Regions from separate parts of the Mus musculus genome. Here all the other regions are linked to region 3. Evidence: chromatin contacts called from public ChIA-PET and promoter capture Hi-C data. All regions are on one chromosome and are shown on one strand. Each heading gives the region's core, a stretch centred on a gene start, on an enhancer-like site or on the middle of the called end of the contact. The rest is flanking DNA. Distances are from core to core; before and after follow the strand shown. Region 1 overlaps Rasa1 (RAS p21 protein activator 1). Region 2 has its middle 220 kb from the start of Rasa1. Region 3 holds the start of Cox7c (cytochrome c oxidase subunit 7C).

What was found. Promoter capture Hi-C pulls out the DNA fragments that hold promoters and counts their contacts. ChIA-PET counts read pairs in DNA pulled down with a chosen protein or histone mark.
Region 1: a contact with region 3 is called in an RNA polymerase II ChIA-PET map of memory CD8 T cells, with 6 times the contacts expected there. The contact joins the enhancer-like site here to the promoter of Cox7c in region 3. A contact is called at or near these places in 4 of 39 promoter capture datasets (3T3-L1-derived adipocytes, liver and pre-B cells), 8 of 484 Hi-C or Micro-C datasets (B cells, CD4 T cells, bone marrow-derived macrophages and 5 more), 1 of 115 datasets of contacts at active chromatin or transcription factors (memory CD8 T cells) and 2 of 9 other capture datasets (adipose tissue and liver).
Region 2: a contact with region 3 is called in a promoter capture Hi-C map of pre-B cells. The contact joins the enhancer-like site here to the promoter of Cox7c in region 3. A contact is called at or near these places in 2 of 39 promoter capture datasets (the C10 cell line and pre-B cells), 3 of 484 Hi-C or Micro-C datasets (CD8 T cells, the G1E-ER4 cell line and LSK cells), 3 of 115 datasets of contacts at active chromatin or transcription factors (double positive thymocytes, effector CD8 T cells and memory CD8 T cells) and 2 of 9 other capture datasets (liver and macrophages).

The regions. Positions count from the first base shown.
Region 1 is chr13:85,271,864-85,275,284 of GRCm38.p6, forward strand. All of the region lies in intron 1 of Rasa1 (RAS p21 protein activator 1), which reads right to left. Among named protein-coding and RNA genes, the nearest start is that of Rasa1, 16 kb to the right of the region's middle. Within about 2 kb of position 2,153, at least 7 of the 459 cell types and tissues checked have an H3K27ac peak or open chromatin away from gene starts, as enhancers often do. A contact at or near this core is called in memory CD8 T cells, where this site is marked.
Region 2 is chr13:85,505,458-85,508,885 of GRCm38.p6, forward strand. No RefSeq gene overlaps it. Among named protein-coding and RNA genes, the nearest start is that of Rasa1, 220 kb to the left of the region's middle. Within about 2 kb of position 1,629, at least 118 of the 459 cell types and tissues checked have an H3K27ac peak or open chromatin away from gene starts, as enhancers often do. A contact at or near this core is called in CD8 T cells, the G1E-ER4 cell line, LSK cells and 4 more, where this site is marked.
Region 3 is chr13:86,045,126-86,048,365 of GRCm38.p6, forward strand. It overlaps Cox7c (cytochrome c oxidase subunit 7C), which reads right to left and starts at 1,670. Exons shown (of 3, transcript NM_007749.3): 1 at 1,476-1,670; 2 at 602-744. The coding sequence starts at 1,550. The coding sequence ends at 628.

The DNA.
Region 1 (3,421 bases), core at 903-3,402, 770 kb before region 3:
TTTTCCCACAGGTACATAAGATACAGAACATGTCCACAAAACTTAGTACTAACTGGTCCAAAAGCTAACGTTGCTCCTCAGTGATCTAAGATTCTGTGAAATTCTGATACTAAACTAATCCATGTTTTTGTTGTCACTCAAACACAACTGATCTGAGGAAATAAATAAGCTCACTATATACTGATCTGCTTTATACACAAAAAGAAACAAACGTGTTAGAGTGAAATAAGGTATCTAAAAATTTCTATAAGCTGCTGCTCAATACATAATTAGACCTGTCTCAAAACAATGACATAGAACAAAAAGAAACAAATAATTATATCCTATCTTATCAACAAAACTGGCACTTAACAAGATTAACAAAGGGAAAGATAAAAATTATCAACACTAGGAGTAAAAGAGTATCATTATATACCAATTTTTCAGAAGATAATTAACATAGATGAATGCTATCAATAGCTAAAAAGCTAAGTAATAATAAATAATAATAAATATTATGTTAACAAATGATAAATATAAGAAATAATAATAAATAGCTAAATAATAAATAATATATGCTACCCATGAAAATATAAGGACCTGAGTTCTAGCCACATTAAATAATAATTTTTCTAAGCTGGGCACATTGGCACATATACTATAAGCAGGTGCTTGGGGGAAGTCAGAAACAGGCTGACTCCAGGCTCATTGGCTGGCCAGCCACCCTAAGCTACTTGTAGAGTCCCAAGCCAGAAAGAGACACTGTCTCAAAAAACAAAATAAACTGTTCCTAAGAAAGTATATAAGATTGTTGTCTGGATTCCACTGCACACACACAAACACACACACACACAAGCCTATATTCATCCATTCATATATACATACTCACACACAGGAATTAGAGAATTGTATAATTATATATTCATAAACTAAACCAAATAGAATATAAATGCATCAAAAATCATGCAACAAAAATAAGATGATAGTTTACATTCATATTAAATTCCTAATTCCAAACTTTTTTTAAAAATCCAGAGCCAGATAGTGTCACTGATGAATTTTACCAAATATCTAAAAATCAATCAATAGAAGTACTTCATAAACTTCCAAAAAATGCAAGAAAGAAAATGTCTTCTCCATATTATGAGATCAGAATTATTCAGTCACTAAGTGTTACAAGAATGCTGCCATTATCTTCAAAATTTACATAACAAATCTATGTGACTTATTCTAAGCATAAACTCTTAGACTTAACATTACAAGCACCTTCTATAAAAAGCCTGACTTGTCCGATGCTAGCAAAGAAAGTGCTTGTTCTAAAAGAGAACCCATCAAGAAGAGGCAAAGACAACCTACAGGCTGAAAGAAAATCTTTGTGAAGCATATACACAAAAAGCAAGTAACTAAAATTTTGGGAAAAAAATGTTTATATATATATATATATTGAAACTTAACAAAAAAAATTCTAAGCCTAAAAGAGAATTTTTTTAAATGGCAATCAAGGTGGCTCAGTAGGTAAAGGCACCTGCTACCAAACCTGACAATCTGATTTTGACACCTACGACCTACACAGTGAAGAGAGAACCAACTCCCACCGGTTGTCTTCTGAATTTTCCTTGTGCAACATGGGACCTAAATGTACTCACACCTGAAAGTAAAAATGTAATTTAAAAATTGAGTTTTTGTTTTAAGTAACAGTACTAGAAATAAAAAACCACTAGAAATGGGACAAAGATATTTCACTAGAGAGAATATATAGGTAGCAAATAAGCTCCTGAAAATATTTAACACTGTTAGTCATTAGGAAACAGTTAATTGAAACCCTAATGAGTTATCATGAACATTTATCACAAAGTCTAAAATTAACAGAGTGATACTAAATGCTGATGAAGATAGAGAGAAACAGGATCATTTGTGTATTGCTGGTGGGATTAAAAAAACAATAAAGCAGAGGCTAAAGAGATAGATTAGCAAGAGATAAAGCAAGAGGCTAAAGAGATAGGTAGCAAGAAGACTTTAGTTCAGATCCCATAAATCACACCAACAGTCAGGCATGGCTGTGAGCATCTATAACCCACTGTGCTGTGACTGGCAAAGAGAGAAGGACTGCTGGGACTTGCTGGTGGACAGACTAGCTCCAGGTTCAGTGGGACTCCCTGTAGCAAGGGAATAAGGCAGAGTGTGATACAATAGGACACACAAAGAAGGGATGTAGACATGCTAGAAAACAGAGGGCAGCTTCTTACAGAAAGCAAACATGCACTTACCACAGAATGCAGAAACTGTATTCATGGACATTTATTTAATATAACAAGAAATTTTGGCTTACAGCAGCATTTTTTCATAGTAGCCTAAACTAAAAGGAGGCAAATGTTCACCAGTGACTGAATGGTTACATTGTTACATTTGTACCTTTTGTAAATACCACAATACTAATTGGCAATGAAAAAAAACAAAATATTGGTATATTCAACAGCATTGTTGAAGCTGGACAGCATTTTCCTGAGAGACAAATGTCAATGTTAAACATACTAGGGTTCCATTTATATAGCCTCCTTTAAATGAAAAAATGAAAAGCAGTTAAGTAGTTGCCAGAGGTTATGGAAAAGTATGAGAAGGAGGGAAAGGTTAGTCACACAAGAACATCACAAGCAGCCTGGTGATGACAAAACTATTCTCTACTTCTAGTGTGGTGATAATTACATATACCTACGCATGTAACAAAACTGAACAGGACTAAATATACATGTACATAGCTAAGGAAACATGAGTAAGTGGATTATGTTAGTTTCTTGGTTTGATGCTGTACTTTAGTTACATAAAATATTACTACTGCAGCACAGTCAAACCCTGCACACCCTTCTCCTCTGTTTGCAGGTTCTCCCTGACCCCGCCCATCCATGCACCCTGCTAGATTTGGCTCCCAGGTCCCCATCCAGTGCCCCACCTTAGTCTGGCCACCTAGGCCTGCTCAGAAACCAAATTCTAGGCTCCCACCAAGACTGGTCCTGCCTACCCAACTCACAGTCCACTCTGATGCATATCCAACCTCTCCACCAAGCCAGATCTACCACCAGTCTAAGATTAGACCACACCAGCCCAGCCTCCTGTCAACCTAACTTCATTCTACCCAAACAATTCACCAACCAGACTCAATCCCCACAAGCATCCTCTCTTCTGACCTAACCAGCTCTGTCCATATCAAACTTAGAACTAATAAAGGAACTTCACGTGGTCCAGATCTCATCTCCAAATTAGGAACAATATGAAATCTCAAGCCAGTATCGCTCTCCAAAATCTACCATTTCTGTAGAAATGTCAATCAAATGAGAATTATCCAAGAGACAGAATTTTAGAAAAATCACAAGCTTCATCCAAAAGAAAAAAAAAAAATTCAAGAAGCTTAAAGAAGAAACTCACACACACAATGAATTAATTAATT
Region 2 (3,428 bases), core at 379-2,878, 540 kb before region 3:
ATACAGCGTATGTATGTTCACACTTCCTTATTCCTACAACTTGCTATCCAATCACCACTGAAATTTTCTCTTTATTTCTCTCTCAACTGAATTCTTTCTTGAAACCACACCAAGGGCTTTCCCAGTTATTAGTGGATACCAACAACAACACAATGTCACCATGGTGAAAGAAGACTGGGGGGTAGCTTTCTGCTCTTCCTTAAATGATAGGTTGTATGGCTTACTTATACTTCCATATATGCGAAATTCCTCAGTAAAATAAGTACTAGTTTGTTTCGGTGATGCATGATTGAAGTAAACCTATTCCTTGATGCTAAGATACTATAATTTGAAATCTCACACTGTTATAAAAAGTCTAAAGAGGTGAACTGCTGTTTTGACCAAGATAGTGAAATTGAATTACAATTTCATAATTTGGTTGCATTCTTCAAACACTTTTAATTTTAGATTATTTTTGTTTGTTAGTTTCCCTTCAAAGGAATAGTTGTGTTTTGTTTTGTTTTTATTTTTGTTTTTGTTTTTTTCCATGTAAATGAATCAAATCCTGTTAAACAACATGGCTTCCTCAGATCCTAGAACTGGGCTAGTGTTCTGCTAAGTTGTGGACTATATTGCAGCCAAAGCACTCGTTTTAGGAAATGACTGGTATCAATAATGCATAAAAATGTTTATTCCAAGAGAATGAAAGATGAAACTGATAGCCTGACATTACCAGTAACTGATAAGCCTTTACAAAAGTCATCACAGGGCTTATCACAAATAACCACCTGAAATGCTGGTAATTGTAGGAAGAAGGCTGTTTGTTCTTGCTTAAGGAGATAGGAGGAATTTCTCCCAATCCTACACTTAATCAACCCTTTATGGCCCAGTCAATGTACTAAGTGACTTACAAGTAGTATCTTAATCAATAGGTAACTGTGGTGGATAATAACATGACCTCCATTTCACAATTATGGCAATTTGAACACAGGGCAATTGACTTTCTTGTCTTTGAAATAATGATTAAATACAAACAGCTCTTACCCTTTATATTTTGATTTGTTGCATAATATTAAATGTTAAAGTGTGTACTTTGGTAGAGAGCAAGTTCATGGTCACTAGTTACTGTTAGGTTTCAGGTACTTGTTCTGTAATTTCACTGGTGGTCTGCAGAACTTTGCTCCAGTACTTAATGCTTATTCGTTCGACAGTCTATGAAATTACTGTGCTGGTTTGTACAGTGGCTTCAATTTGTTTTACTATTAATGGCCTGTGATCTGGCCTTCCTGAGCTGCAAAGCCGAAAAAGCACACTTGTACCTGTTTTCAATTTTTTTTAAAAGAGTGTTCCAATTGTAAAATGGTCTTTAGCAACACAAACACATGGCATTTTCCAAGAAGAGTTAAGAGACATTATTTTTTTAAAAAGAGAACAGAAAGTGCTGATGAGGGCTCTGTGCCTTGGAGGACATGGCTGGCAAACACTTGGAAAAAATAAATGAGTGATGTTTATGTTAGGAAGCAGGGGAAAGGGCCTTAGGCTGCCTCTGCTTCACTTACTGTCTAGTGTCTCTGGGCTTGTGTGCTACCATCTACCTTATAGACAGGCTTCCTCTCCTCCTTGATATCCTGTGCAGCTGTTTGCTCCACCGCCTCTTCAGTAGCTCAGCATTCTGGCTACAGCTGACTTCACACCACCACCCCCAACCCACACATAATACTCACCCCATAATTAAAGATTCAGCATCCTGCTTTCTCTTTGTGACATTTTAACCCACTGCCCTCACTTCCTGTTATTTCTTTATTTTCAATTCTGTCAGTGAGTGATTAAAAAAAATACCATTTAGCTTATTAGTTTCTGTATTTAGTTAATATTTAATTTTATTTATCTTTGTATTTCATTTTTGGTTAAGTTACATAAAAACCTCCCTAGAAGAAAGATAATATTTCTTATTTAATGGGTGTAAAAGTTAGAATTGGGTGTCAATAATCACTGCTTTGAATTATAGCCAATATAAAAAGTATTTCAGCTTTTCCATTTTTCGTGTCTCTAAGGTTTCCCAGAAGTGTTGTCTAGACCTCCCTGTGGAAGGGATTCCTGGAGTCCTGTTTGATGTTTTCTTGTTGAGATGTTGCTTCTTATCTCTGGTCTCATGCTGCCTCCCTCCAAGAATGGAGTGGGCAGAAGGGTGAAGAATGAGAAGCAACTTTTATTTGTGAAGAGAACAGAACGATTCAAAGGAGGAAGTGGAAACTCTAAGACCCTTAGCGGCAGCAGAATGCCAACCAAGAGACAGAGAGTAAGTGAGTACTCTGGGCCCACTTGAAGGTGACTGTCATCAAGTATCACAGTTTTCAAAGTTCCTTAAGATGTCAAGATGCACAGAAAGTCACCGAAGGCAGCGGCAGCTGTGACACATTTCAAAGGCTGGAACAACCCCACCCCCCACCCCACCCCCACTTGCAGCTTAAACAGCTTATCTAAGGCCAAGACAGGAAATGTGGTTCTTGAAATAGGAAACTGGAGGCTGATGTGACTTCACCTACAAGGGGTGGCTTTGCTGTGGGTCTCCAGGGGGGTTTCAATAGCTTCTGCTTTCTGTTAAGTGTTTGGGAGCTAGTTCCTATTCTCAGGAGCTGGCTGAGATGACCGAGGACCAGGTCATCTCTAATTCAGTGGATCTGAGGACACACAATAGAGATGAAAATCAAGACAAACCAAGCAAGAGGTGTCAAACCTGGGAAGGGAAAGAGAAAGCCCTTCAAACCCCTAGAGTGTTCTCAGCCAGGGCCTCTGTTCTAATCCCCATTGTCCATACCTGGAGACGCAGTCTATGGTATGCGTTGGTTTAAGCTTGGGTTTTGATTGTGGGGCCTGCCTTGCTTCCTGGCTCTAGGGATGAACGTGTATATCTTTGCCTGGGATCATCCAATTCTGCTTTGGACTGTGAGATGCTGCCAGGGCACAACCTGAAGATTGGGCTTCTTTCACTATTGCTGCAAAGGTTGACGGTCCAGTTGACTTTGTCCCCACATTTCCAGAGCTTTCAGGGCTGAAAGTTTAGATCACTATTGAGAACCACATCTTTGCTGTTGCCACAAGTTAGGTTGTCATAGGGCCCCTCTTAATCCCATCATTATGGTCCCTTGTCTATCTAGTCTCTCAGGACTCTCCTTTATCCATGTTTTGTAAGTTCACTCTTTCTTTTCCTTTTCTAGTTTCCACTACTGGTCAGATCCTTATTTCAACAAACCTGAATTTTGCACTTACACTTCTGTTTAATATGTGTGAGTTATCTTTCCCCACACCTGTCCAGCATAGCTTCCTCAAACCTCCTATCCTGGTACCATAAAAACTATAGTGATCTCCCTGATTATCAGGACCACGCTGCTTAGCCATGCAACAGACCTGGGACTGCCTGACCTATATAAGAAATTTTCATGGCCATC
Region 3 (3,240 bases), core at 420-2,919:
TGGAGAAACTTATTAAGTTTTTCAACCTCAGCAGACCAACTGATATACCAACTTTAATACCATAAAATAGATAACTAGGAGTGGTAGAAATGAAAAGAACACTGGAACATTTCAGGGTTTCTTTCCCATCAACTTTGTAGATGTCAATACCATTTGGTAATGTCAAAGGTTGGCTATCCTTAGTGCACTTTTGTCGCTGAAGATTCAATTATTTCTGTAGAAGACACAACACTGATTTATGAAGTGTGATTCATAGAACAAGATTATCCTCTGTAGGAACCCTACACTAGTGCTACTAGCTATTGAAACTCAATCAATTATCTCTGTGTCTTCAATGGGGTTTTAATACTACTTATCTTAGAGGTGTGTTGCATAATATATATTCAGATTATTGGGGTCAAGGAGTACTTGTAAAATACTGACCTTTACTGATCAATACTTTATTTTTTTAATAGGTTTTCCAAATTGCCTCTACCAATATGACATTTACACTTAACCTTAAGGAATCTGGAGACAACTATCTACTTGCATGTTGTGGAAGAGTGTATAGGGTATAGAACAGAAATTACTGTTTTAGGAAAATTAGAAGCTTACTAATTACCTGTTAAAGGGATGAATTAAATATCCTTATTTTTTAAGTAGCTGGTGTCTTACTATAAAGAAAGGTGCGGCAAACCCAGATCCAAAGTACACGGTCATCATAGCCAGCAACCGCCACTTGTTTTCCACTGAAAATGGCAAATTCTGTTGAGAAAGAGAGAACACGGCAAAAAACATTCGTTCAAAGCATCTGAACTTGCTCTAATAAAAGGGTCGGGAGCAACCACGTATTTTATAATCAGCTGCATTCGACAGAACATTTTCATTTTAATTTAACACGCAGGTTTTCTGAATACCAGTTGGTAGGCCCTATTAAGTGTAAGGGTCTTTTTGGTTTTAATATTTGAAAAAAAAATTACTCTCCGAAGTAGTAACTTTTAGAAACAAACACATCATTCTCGTCCGTTGTTATTCGAATTTTCAGTATCAATCACAGTACAATTTTCTCTTTTTCCTATTCCACATCCTCTCTCTTCCCTTTACCAGGCTTCACCTAACAATTCCGGGGCAGTCACCACTAAGTACTCCGTTTACTTACACTGGGGGCTAAACCGGGCCTAACCGAGGATCGCCGCTTCAAACGTGGCTTGCTGGTTTAAAGCGCTAATAACCAGCCACAGGCCCTCTTCTTTTGTTTCCAATGACCTTCAATCTCCGACGCCGCCCAGCTCCCACCGAACCTTCCAGGCCTCGCTCTGCGGCTGACAGGCGGCGTGGAGGCAGCGGCTAGGCGCCGTGCTTCCCAGTTCTCCCCGGGGTGTGGACTGAGGGGCCTGAGTGTCTCCCCGAGCTCCTGGACAGTCACTTCCCTCCCCACACGCTCCAGGCCGGCCGCCGAGCGTCACCTTGCCCCTAGGCAGCCGAGCCTCACTCACCTTCCCCGGACCCTCCTCATAGTGGCTGCGACGGACCACGGAGGTCGTGAACCTCCGGATACTCTGGCCCAACATGTCGCTGCTGGAAGTTCTGCGAGGGCCGCAGACACGGAAGGCGGAAGAAATGGCCGTACCACCTAACTCCCCTTTCTACACGACCTTGCTCGGCAGAGCGCGAAGACCGAAAGGGAAGATGGGAGTTACAACAGGAACTTCCTGAAACGTACTCAACCGGCGGGCTCTGAGGTTTGTGGGCTTTGTAGTTTAGATAATACCGGGCGCCATATCGGCTCCGATGGATTGTGGGAAATGTAGTCTGGCTCTAGAATGAGCGCGCACCAGCACCAAGTGATAACTTACCTTTAGTGATTCAATGGGACCTGAGCTGTCCTATGAGTTCAGATCTAGGATTCTTGGGATTTGTTTCCAGAAACAATTTATTGAAGAAACTAAAGCTGCTTTAACATGTGTGTTCAAGTTAATGGAACAAGAAATAAAATTATTTTCTTGTGAGTATATCAGTCATTTTGATTATGGTTCTTTGCCAAGGTTGAAAGATGTGCATTATAGTCCTGTCTGAGGGAACACAAGCAACTGATCAAACAGTATGTAGCACAAAGGATGCCGTAGTGAAAACTGGACTGAAGTGCTAAGACCTGGTTTTTTTGAAGGTATAGAAATTGGATATAAGAGGACATACAGATAGAAACTCCTATGCGCAGCATGATTAGGTTGGAGAAGACACAAGAACCTTCTGACTTCTGGAGATTCCCTGGATTAGGAATTGGTTTATTCCTGCTGAACATAACAGTTTCATGGAGCATCAACATTAGCCAAGGCTACTAGACACTCGTAGATTATTGTTTTTTTTTTAAATTGGATAATTTCTTTATTTGCATTTCAAATGTTATTCCCTTTACCAATCCCCCCCCAAACTCCCTATCCCATCCCACCTTTTGTGAGAATATCGTTTGAAAAGGGGGTCACTGTGTGTATCTCTAAATATATAAATATAACCTTTTCAGTCTGTATAATATTACTTATGTATGTAACAATACCGGATGAAATGAAGAAACCATGAATTTGAAAGAGAACACAAGGCAGGGTACATGAAAGGGGTTGGAGGGAGAAAAGAGAAATGGAGAAATGCTGTAATCATATTATAATTAAAAATTATAATTTTTAGAAGAACACCACATAGACTTGTTAAATTAAGATTAGTCTAAATATGGTTCATATTTGATGATAAAATTTGGCTGAAACTATATCCTAAGAGATGTGTAAAAATATTTCATTCAAGCTACTAAGGCTCAGAAAGTAACAGGAGTTAAGCAAATCACAGGACTACATTCTGTCATCTAGCTCTCAGTCTGTCAGTCTGTTGGTTTGTCTATCTATCTATCTATCTATCTATCTATCTATCTATCTATCTATCATCTATCTGTCATCTACATATTTATGAATCTGCCTGTTAAACATAGTTGCAAATTCTATCACAAGTGTAGGCCATCCTTACCTAATCTAGATGACTCTCTTGGACTCTCTGTGAGTATTGTCATTAAAAGAGTAAGGCAGAAAGTATCAGTGTGCCATTGTCTTGCCCATATATAACAGTAAGAGAGATGAAAGGAGGTGGGGAGGGAGATTAGTTCCTCTCCTAACTTTTGGAGTGGGGGGTATGGGGAGAGAGAGGGGGGGAGAGAGAGAGAGAGAGAGAGAGAGAGAGAGAGAGAGAGAGAGAGAGAGAGAGAGAGAGAGAGAGAAT